Regions from separate parts of the Mus musculus genome. Here regions 1 and 3 are each linked to region 2. The links are chromatin contacts, called in public HiChIP or PLAC-seq maps. All regions are on one chromosome and are shown on one strand. Each heading gives the region's core, a stretch centred on a gene start, on an enhancer-like site or on the middle of the called end of the contact. The rest is flanking DNA. Distances are from core to core; before and after follow the strand shown. Region 1 has its middle 32 kb from the start of Gm40357. Region 2 holds the start of Snd1 (staphylococcal nuclease and tudor domain containing 1). Region 3 overlaps Snd1 (staphylococcal nuclease and tudor domain containing 1).

The links. HiChIP or PLAC-seq counts read pairs in DNA pulled down with a chosen protein or histone mark.
Region 1: an H3K27ac HiChIP or PLAC-seq map of trophoblast stem cells shows a contact between it and region 2, with 2.9 times the contacts expected there. The contact joins the enhancer-like site here to the promoter of Snd1 in region 2. A contact is called at or near these places in 3 of 39 promoter capture datasets (embryonic stem cells, hippocampal neurons and liver), 1 of 15 datasets of contacts at CTCF or cohesin (embryonic stem cells), 19 of 115 datasets of contacts at active chromatin or transcription factors (the 230-238 cell line, the NIH/3T3 cell line, Th17 cells and 11 more) and 1 of 9 other capture datasets (adipose tissue).
Region 3: a contact with region 2 is called in an H3K4me3 HiChIP or PLAC-seq map of bone marrow-derived macrophages, with 4 times the contacts expected there. The contact joins the enhancer-like site here to the promoter of Snd1 in region 2. A contact is called at or near these places in 3 of 39 promoter capture datasets (embryonic stem cells, liver and stem cell-derived epiblast-like cells), 12 of 115 datasets of contacts at active chromatin or transcription factors (the 230-238 cell line, the NIH/3T3 cell line, astrocytes and 7 more) and 3 of 9 other capture datasets (adipose tissue, embryonic stem cells and liver).

The regions. Positions count from the first base shown.
Region 1 is chr6:28,930,906-28,934,276 of GRCm38.p6, reverse strand. It overlaps a transcript of Snd1 not described here. Among named protein-coding and RNA genes, the nearest start is that of Gm40357, 32 kb to the left of the region's middle. Within about 2 kb of position 1,671, at least 73 of the 459 cell types and tissues checked have an H3K27ac peak or open chromatin away from gene starts, as enhancers often do. A contact at or near this core is called in epiblast stem cells, hippocampal neurons, neural progenitor cells and 1 more, where this site is marked.
Region 2 is chr6:28,478,543-28,481,753 of GRCm38.p6, reverse strand. It overlaps Snd1 (staphylococcal nuclease and tudor domain containing 1), which reads right to left and starts at 1,406. Exons shown (of 24, transcript NM_019776.2): 1 at 1,112-1,406. The coding sequence starts at 1,189.
Region 3 is chr6:28,879,003-28,882,199 of GRCm38.p6, reverse strand. It overlaps Snd1 (staphylococcal nuclease and tudor domain containing 1), which reads right to left. Exons shown (of 24, transcript NM_019776.2): 18 at 1,862-2,003. Among named protein-coding and RNA genes, the nearest start is that of Lrrc4, 49 kb to the right of the region's middle. Within about 2 kb of position 1,424, at least 10 of the 459 cell types and tissues checked have an H3K27ac peak or open chromatin away from gene starts, as enhancers often do. A contact at or near this core is called in bone marrow-derived macrophages and microglia, where this site is marked.

The sequences.
Region 1 (3,371 bases), core at 422-2,921, 450 kb before region 2:
TGTATGTATTGTGTGTGTGATTGTGTGCATGTGTGTGTGTGTGTGTAACTTACTGGAGTCAGTTCTCTCCTTCTTCCTAATGGGTCTTGGGAATCAAATTTAGGTCATCAGGCTTGGTGATGAGTGCCTTTACTCTCTGGGCCATTGAAACCAGTCCCACTTTCAATACAATCTAAGTATTGATCTATCAGTTCTCTCTTATCAATAAGGGATCTGCCCAAGACCTCAAGTGGTGTCTGAAACCATGGGGAGTATCTTAACCCTTAAACATATTGCACTACATTTCTCCTTCTATCCGCGTACAATGATCAATTTTAATTTATAAATTAGGTCCAGGATGAAACTAAGAACTACTATTATAAAAAAAAAAAATCACGAAGGCTTGTGGCAATTAAACTTGTATGAATGTAGTTTTCTGCTTCTCAGTATCTTCTTACACCTGCAGCTTCCCTATGGAACACATGTCTCAGTCCTATTATCACTCCTGGGCCATTGTTACGTTAGCACTGAGCACCAGGCCCTTCATTCAGTCTCAAGACAAGAGCTGAGTGATAGTCCTACCATAGTATGTAAGGGGTGGGCACACCGAACAGAAAGTGGGGTTTCTATCACAGACAACATACAGCAGGCGTCTTGAAATTTGATCATACCGTTGCTCAAGATGATACAGAATTTAAATCATGTAAATTATTTTTAGTGTACAGTCTGTTTGTTTCCTATGGTGTGGCATAGGCATGCCACATAGAGCAAGCATAGAGAGGTCACAGGAATGTTGCTTCTCTTCATCCCTCGTGCTCAGTCTTGGGCATTGAATGGACTTGCCACTCACTGGGTTATCTCGACAGCTCTAACTTGTTCATTTCTAGAATTTTCCATTTGATATTTTCGGACCATGATTAATTTCAAGTAACTGAAAGAAAACACAAGAGTACTGCTGAGCGTTTGGTAATTAAAAGGAACTCAAACATCGGATAATAAAATTATTAGATATTTATATTGGTGTGGTCTACATATTGCTCACAGTTTAGCGTGCCTAACCCGATGTCTAATAATAAACCACACACAGTCCTCACCTGCTCCAGTTTTCAGCAAATCTCTTTATGTGTATATGCGTTCTGTGTAATGTATATATTTATTGTGTGTACATGTTTGTGTATGTGCGCGTGCTTGTGCGCACACATGTGTGCTCATCAAAGATCTCTTCCTCGGCTGCTCTCCACTTTATTTTTTGAGCTGGGCCAGGGCAGGACAAGCACTTTACGGATGAATCCATTTCTCCAGGCTGCTTCTTGGGTTCCCTTACTGGAGAGGCAGGGATTTGAAGAAGGGTGCACAGAGACCTTGCCTGGGAGAACACACGCTCCAAGGCTCACATACAGCTGCTGGGGAACGCTGTGGGAGCCGGCTTCTCTACGCTCTAGTGATTTCCACAGTGCGTCCTTTGCCTTCTGTCTGCCAAAATTCTACAGCAGTCACCAGGGTGTCTGGCAGCAGAAACTCCCAAGCCCTCCATTAACATGATCACTGCGGGGCCTCACATTAGTGCCCTGAGTTCTGTGAATAGCCAGTTCCCAATTATCTGCCGCTTTCCAAACACCCCAAGTCAGTGACAGCGTTTCCCTGCCACTGCCTCCACAGAAACGCATCTGGGATGCAGCCCGCGTGGGTCATGCCATCTCTGCCTCCGGTTTCTGGGAATGATCTGGTGCCAACTTGAAGGCTTCATTCCGAAGACTGCAGGGCTTGGAGGTCAGGGGCAGGCGGAGGATCTGGAGTCCTCCCTGTGTAAGGGTTGTGCGGCCTGAACAGGAACGCCCCTCCCCGCAACCTAGCGCTCCAGAACCCCTGCAGTTCATCCTGGCCAGAAGCCAGAACAAGCTAGTTCCTGTCTTGCCTCAGGACCTCAGGAGATCCTACCCAGAATTCCCGGATCCCAAGCCTAGTGCCTTGGGGGGGGGGGGGGGGGCGGGGGGCGGGATGGGGCAGGGGTTGGGTAAAGGAAAAGGATAAGGAAGAAAGAATGCAAGCAGAAGGCAGAACTGGGAGTGCTGAGAGCTCAGGAGAGGAAGGAGACGTAAGGGTCTCAGTGCCAGGCAACTTGTGCTAAGCCCATATACCGCATCAATCCTCAGTTTGGGTTTCAGGCTTGTCACACACAGGATGCTCCAGAAAGTATTTCCTGTTTGATACTATACAGGGGGGGGGGGGGAGTGGGGAGGGGGCAGGCATGAAGGGAAAGGACGCCTCAGCGGAGGGAGGTTAGGTGTGTGTGTGTGTGTTGGGGGGTGGTGACAGGTCTTTCTAACCACTAGCTCTCCTCCCTACTCAGCAGGAAGCCTGCCCCTGATGAGAGGCAGAACCTGCAGTGCGAGCCCCATAGCCTTCCCTTCCTGTCCACTCCCGGCCCTCTTGGGGGCCCACTCGGATGATGCCAGAGCTTAGCGGTAGCTGTCCTGTCCTGCTACTCATCTCTCCTCTCCCTCTAAAGTGTGTGTGTGTGTGGGGGGGGGGGGGGGGTTTGAGACGAATCAGGACTTCTGGGCTCTCCTACAGCTCAGCCTGAATCCCCTACCCCCACCCCAGCCCCCCTTTGGAGCCCATCCCTCGCAGGCTTAATTAACTCCACAAAACACTCGATAGCCCTTGGTGATGGGAGCTATAAAATTGCAAAGTCTGATTAAAAATAATAATGAGAATGCCTGGCGCCCATTAGCCTGTTCCTGAGCCCTTAACAAGGATTAATTAATTAACCAGCTCCTTCGCAGAGTGGGGAGCAGGCAGGGTGATGAGCACCCCTTTAGAAGAGGGGTGCCTTAGGTAAGAAAAAACGGTGCTCTGCCGAAGGCTTTGCCTGGCCCACTCTGGACCTTAATAGGGGCCAGGCCATCCAAACAGAGCTCCGGGCCCAGCCTTTAGAAGCATCCGTTTGTGCCAGCCCCTGGCTATGCAGCTTGGAAGGCTGGCTTCCTTGTGTGCGCGTTTCCTACTCTGAAATACTCAGGTGGGGTGGTTGTTTTCCAGGATGCCTCTCAGCTTCGATGTTGGTTGTGACCCCAGCGGCCAGAGGGCCATATGTGCCTGCTCTCTGGGAAGAGGGGGCAGAGTTTTCTAGGAAAAGTATGTCCCCTCCTGTCTTGCAAGGAGAGTTTGGTTTTACCCAGAGACCTGGCCTTCAATCACCTTTTTTTTTTTTTTTTTTTTTTTTTTTGCCTTTTAGATAATGTAATAACTTTGGTTTTTTTAAATAAAAATCTATTTTTAATTGTTATCTGCACATGCGTAACTCATGTATGTGAAGGGCAGGATAACTTGCAGGAGTCGGTTATGCTATGGTTCTGGAGGTTGAACTTAGGTCACCGGGTTTGCACCAC
Region 2 (3,211 bases), core at 157-2,656:
CGAACCGGGGTCCTCAGGACTGAGCAGCAAGCACCTGTATCCACTGAGCCATCTCCCCGGATCCCCCTGCAGAGTATATTAATCCTGAGAAAGACAACAGGGACAGCAAAAACAAAAAAAGTTTCAAAAACTGGCTCTCTGGGGAAACTGTCTTCCACTCTGGAGAGAAAAGTCGTTGGAGTTACAATATGAAAAGCAATCGAAAAGATCACAGCCATCTTAAACAGAAAAATCTGTTAACAAACGAGAAATGTCAGACCTCAAGATGTGGGAGGAAAAAAAGGAGAAACAATATAAGAAATAGAACAGAACTTATGCTACAAAATTAGTGTGGAAGTGGAGGTGATGGAATTCAAAATTCCGAATAAAGAAAGCAAAGGTAAGTGAGCAGGATCTATAATAAGAACCCTACACAGGGAATCAGAACACCTGGACTCTTATTATTGGCTCCACTCCAAACCGCCATGTGCCCTTAAGGCAAGTTAGTTACTCTCTTTAAAAACAGGCTCCTTGTCCTTAAGAAGTGAAGAAATGCTACTTAGTATAAGATCCCTGCCAGGCTAAATTTTTAATTTAAAAATACACGAAAATCAGGAGCTTCCAGGCCTAGAAACTAGACATTGAGATAAAAGGGGGAAAGAGTTGAGAAAACTTTGGGTGAATAAGTGAGTCAGTGGACAGAGACAAGCTTCGTGACAGCCAAGCACTCCCGGGGTTCCAGGAAAAGATGTCCGGATCTAGAGAAACTGCGAACTAATCGGCATATGTCAAAATGGACAGAAAGAGGGGGATGGGAGTAACTATCCGTGAACTATCTCCGTTAATGAACCGGTAATAGACCTGCTTCTGGTAAACAGGTAGGGGCTCCGAAAGCCGCGACCCACGAAAATCACAGCGAGCGAATCATGGACAGGTTGCCCGGGAGGCAAAAGTCAAGATAAGTTCGTTCTCGGGTTCTGCCTGGTGAAGATTCGGAGAGTAGGTGGAGAGTGAGGAAGGGGCAGAGGAAAAGCAAACTGAGACCATGCAGGCTGACGGGAGAGAAGGAAGTCAATGCCTGGCTCCTGCTCCAAAGCAGCAGAGGGGTCCGGGTCCAGGGTCCCGCTCTCACCATCTTGACGATGCCCCGCTGCACGGTGGGGACCGCGGGTCCCCCGGAGGAGCCGCTGCTCTGCGCGGAGGAGGCCATGTGTGGAGCTGGAAAGGCAGCGAGTGGGGCGGCCGGCCGGACTGGAAGTGTCAGGGTGGGTGTCGGCGCTTGCAGCGACAAGGAGCAGGCAGGCGACAGGCTACCGTCGGTGGGCTGGACAGAAGCGCCAGGCGCACACTAGAACACCAGCGGGACTGGGAGCAAAAGAGGAGACGCGATCTCCGCCGCCGCCACACGTTCTACTCGCCGCGCAAGCGTGCCAGAGCGCCACCGCCCTCTAGCCAATTAGCGTCCAGAACCCGCTGGAACTCAAGCCAATAGGCACTCTCTTTATGAAGCTCCGCCCTTTGGTCCCAAAACGGGTGCGGAGCTCCAGGAAGCGCTGAAAGAGCTGATTTGCGGTGACGGGATGGTTTTGAGGCGGGACTTCCGGGGAAGTCTTGAGAAGGTGGTGTCGGGAGGTGTAGTGGGAAGGAAAGGACACGTCAGCATCTGGCAGTGGTGCGCGGGGAGCCATGGGAGCCCCGAAGGCGGGGCGGGCCTCGCCCTCCAGCGGAGGTTCTGCTCCTGCCCCGCCCCTCAAGCGGCAAAGCGCCCACGTGTACGGAGCTGGACACCGGAACTGGACGACAAGGGCCTGGGGCCGTCCCAAAGGAACCTTACTGCTCTCAGAGTTCTGACGTTTCACCTCCGCAAAGCAGAGGAAACTTTTGAAAGTCGCCGCCATTGGGTAACCTGCTGATGTTAGTCTTGACCCGGAATGTGGCCGCGAATCTCCCGGTGGTCCGGAGTATCACTGGGGTTTAGTGCTTGTGAGTTCCGCTCATGTTTGTTGATGGAAGCAATAAGCATCTCTTAGAGGATGACTCGTCCTGCACACTGAGAATAGCCTCGTTTTTCGGCTCCTTCCCTCCTGCTCCAACTGAGGTTAGGAAAAACCTTGGGATTTGCCATCCCAGGGCTGAGCGGGAGACAGTCCTAACTCACTGCTAATCTCAGCTCGAGGTGGATCAGGAAAGCCATATTCAAGTGGATATTCAGGGAGAATTTATGGTCTTGGAGTGCCCCGTTTTAGAGCACAGGTTCTTGTATGTATTATTTAATAATAAAACCTGGACCTACGCTAAAGACACTACTTCCACTATAGCCTGTTTTAAGAAGTTTGAGTAGTCACGCATGTCTCAAATCAGGGTCAAGTTTTGGGGTCAGCATCTTCCTATAGCTCCAAAGCCAAGTCTGTACCACGAATTCACCCTATTCAAAAGAGAAAACGGATCTTTATAGATAGATACACACACACACACACACATATATAAAACAATTTTGAGGGGTTGCCCAGTACACTGGTAGCTCAGCTCTAAGACCTCATCTTTAGTGAATTTGACCTTTGCAACAGTGTAGCCACTCTCTCCAGGATAGTTGAAGCAGTTGAAACTAATTCCAAACATCTCATTTTCTGATCATAGTTACTGTCCTTTCCCCCCTACTCAGCCAGTTAATTCTCTTTTGCTTGTACTAATTTTCTATTTCTACACAACCATTGATCCTACTAGTCAGTCCTAACAACCAAATTACGTGGAGCATGAACATGCACAGTATACACTGCCTGTTAAATACTTTTTCCCTGAAGAATATGTTAGTCCTTAAGACAAGCCTACAAAGTCCATATGATCTGTTTCTTCAAAGGAGAGCATTGATGTTTTGTTTTCTGTCTGTTTATTTTTAAGTGAATAGGAATCTCAAAGGGCTCCAACAGGTAAAGTTGATTGCATTGCAAGGTAGATAACCCGAGTTCAGTCCCTGGGACCCACATGGTGGAGGAAGAAAACCAAGTCCTGCAAGCTATCCTCTGACCTCTCAGGCAAACTGTGACATGTGATGCTTGCATACACACACAGATATATATAACATATACATAAAAAATGTAGTTTGAAAAAAAATCTAGTGAGCAGTGCTAGGTCAGTATCTTAAGGGACAGAGTCAAGATATGAACTCAACTGTCTACCATAAATAATCTTATCTTAGGCCTCTACCTGCTTCTCTGGTAGACAAACCTACCTC
Region 3 (3,197 bases), core at 175-2,674, 400 kb before region 2:
GAGCTCCTTCAGGGCACAGACCATAGCTCACTTGATTGTTTACTTGCACAGGTCTGGTAGGATCCCCAGTGCATGCAGGGTGCTTAATAATTCAACCACCCTGAAATGATCTCTGCATATGCAACACATGTCATCTTCCTGGGCTGCTGTGCACCCACGGTCCTGGCACTCAGTCAACTGAGTGTGAGGCCTCTGGGCTCCTCCAGAGTGCTCCCTGCCCAGATACCCAAGCTCTAGGCACTGGGAAGCAGCCTTTACATTGACAGGTTTGAATTCGGTCTACTTTTAGTTTATTGGATTTTTAGGTTCCCAGGCAACAGAAAGAAAGAGGCTCATGCCTCCTGCCAGCAGCCACAGCCTCCTGGAGGTCCTTATATAGGGTCTGCCTGGCCACCTGCAGTTAATGTTTCTATCAGTTCCTGTGTGAAGATGGGCTTTAATAGAAAGAGGGGCAGGCAGGGTGAGAGGATGTGCCTTGAGGAGTCCCAAGGTTCAAAGAGGGAGGCTAAAGACCCTGGGCTTATTTTCATGGATTGAACAGAGCCACCTGAGGGTTGCAGCCTCCTGGTACTGTTAGAAGCCAGTGACAACATTCTAGGAATGCTAGCTTTCTATGGGCCTCTTTCTTTCCCATTTCTTCCCTGGACTCCACTCTCTCCAAGTATCTTGGCTTTCTGAGCAGCCAGAGACAGCCTGATAGGGTTCCCTGATGAGGGAGTCAGGCAGGAAATGTGTACCCTCAAGCTCTGCCTCTGAACGCAGTGGGGCCAGTTAAGGAGGTCCTTCTAGGTGGGGCCTGTGGGTGGATCTTGTCCCTGGGCAATCCTCTCTCAGGCTTTCCAATGGCCACTGTAGCTGTTCTTGCGGTCACCCACAGACCTAATGTCTACTTAGACGCTGTGAGGTAACACGCCTTTTCCATCAGGCAGCCCAGTCCGGAAAGCTGGTTGCCTTCAGGAGAAGTGAGTCCCCTTATCAACCTTCCCCCTCCTCCTTTTCTCTTCCCAAGCAGAGCCTACACAGGATAAGGAAGAGAGAAGTTTTCCTGGTGAAATGACAGCACCACAAAGCAGCTGCTTGGGAAATATCATTAGAGGGGAAGTGGCTGAGACAGGCTGCTGGCAACTTGGAGAAGGCTTGGAGGCAGAATTGAGGAAGCTAGGCAAAAACCATATCCTGCCATTCCTGGGGCTGCCCATATCTGCATATCCCTCGGTTGGGATTTGGCTCCTTGGACCCAAAGGTCTAAGAGCTTGACCCTTTCTTCCCAACAAAACTGCTTCTTGCCTAGAGCAGATTGAAGAGGAAGGAGGTCAGGGGAAGGAAGAGTGGCTGCCGCTAGAACGGTCTCTACTGAGATGGCCATCGGGTGGTGGACTGAGCATAGGAGAAAGGAGAAGGTCCTTCACAAAGAATGCCAGGGGATAGCTTCCCCTAGAGACTGCTTGTTGTCATGGAAACTGGCCACTACAATTCTACACTAACCAACCTCTGTAGGAGAAACCACCTCAAGGAGAGGGACAAGCTTGTACCCTTCTGGTCCTCTGTAAGAAGAGGGCCCCCTGATCATATCAGACAATCTGCTCCATGATTCCTGACACACTTAGGCAACAAATCCTCACGCTCAGGGCTGCCAGGGGTGTCTGAGAGGAAAACCATTACCTAAGAGTCTCAGAGAACCACCCAGATGAATCTATAATGCCACCTGTCCTCAGAGGACCTGCTTGGCCTGCCACATGTCCACTCCAGGGCTCACTTGTGGGTAGCAGAGGTGACATAGTCCCAGTGCGATGGAGGCAGGGGCAGTAGCAGTTGTAAGTTCCGTGGGGGATCTGTGAGGGGGCAGCACACAGGCACTCACCAGTCTCCACATCTTGCACATAGAAGTGCAGGTCATCTGTGATCTCGGTCACAAACACCGGCTTGTAGCTGGCAGAGCGCTCCTTCTCCTCCAGCACAGGCATGACCTCCTCCACAGGCCGCTCCTCATAGTGGGCCCAGACCTGCAGGTGCGGTAGTGAAGACAGGGTAGCTGAGGGGGACATCGCTGAGGACCCCCAACCAGGGGCTTTGGGTAAATAGGTGTTGCCCTTGGGTAAGTCTGGGGTCACTGCAGGGCTGATTCTGAGCAGGAAAGCTGGAGTCTCTGAAGTTCCAGGTTAGAGGGTCATGATTCTGACAGATATCAAACTGGAAGCTTATTTAAAAACAGGCTCCAGGATCTCACCCCAGGCTTATTAAATTAGAATCAAACCGAGTTCCAGGTGATCCCAGGAGTAGAGTGTAAGGATCCCACCAGTGAGCTGCCTTGGCTTTGGGCAGTCTGCTCAGTCCCTCTAGTTTCAAACCTCCACCTCCCTTCCCACAGTGCTCTGCAAGGTCACTCTGCAGGTCATTTCTATGGCCACTCCTGTTCCTGAGGCACTCCTAGTTGCAGCTGGGAATGGGGGACTTGGCTCTGTGAAGAACTGTTTTTCTTGTGCTCTGGATTCCTCACCTCCAGCAGGTTGCTCTGACCTCAGCTCAGAGGCTGGGCCACCCTCTCCACACTTCCCTCTCTTCTTGCCTGCCTGCCTTCCTTCCTTCCTTCCTTCCTTCCTTCCTTCCTTCCTTCCCCATGCCCTGTGCCAGAGCTGCAGCAGCTCAGAAGTTGATTCGACGTGACAACGCGTCAAGTCCAATCCTGCGGCCAGGAGATTAGCCAAGTAGTGAGGCCTGTCAGCGCAGGGGAGGGAGGTGGCTCTCCAGCTGAGTAGCAGGAAGTGGATGGGGAGGCAGGAGACAGGACCACACATGGCATCATGAAGACGTGTACAGAGGAAGAGGATGATATTAGCCTGAAACCTTCTTGCTCACCAGTGCCACGAACCTTCTAAACACTCTCTAGGTATCAATCCAGTTGAGCCTTACAACAACCTTTTTGAATGAGTATAACACTATTCCTCTTTTGCAAATGGGGAAACTGAGGTACACAGGTGTGCAGTCAGAAGTAGGCCCTTGGTGATGGTTGGGTGTCTGGAGGCAAGAGGCAGCACAGGGGGGCTCTGGGGAAGGCTTAGCGGCATGCACATTTACCCTTTACCTCGTGTTGACTTTAACAAGTGATCCCTGGGTCTACTTCCTTTGATTAGAACATTAACATCTAGTCACTGACATTCTCAGCTAATGAGCAGGTTCTTGGGTGGCCCCTGGAAGGA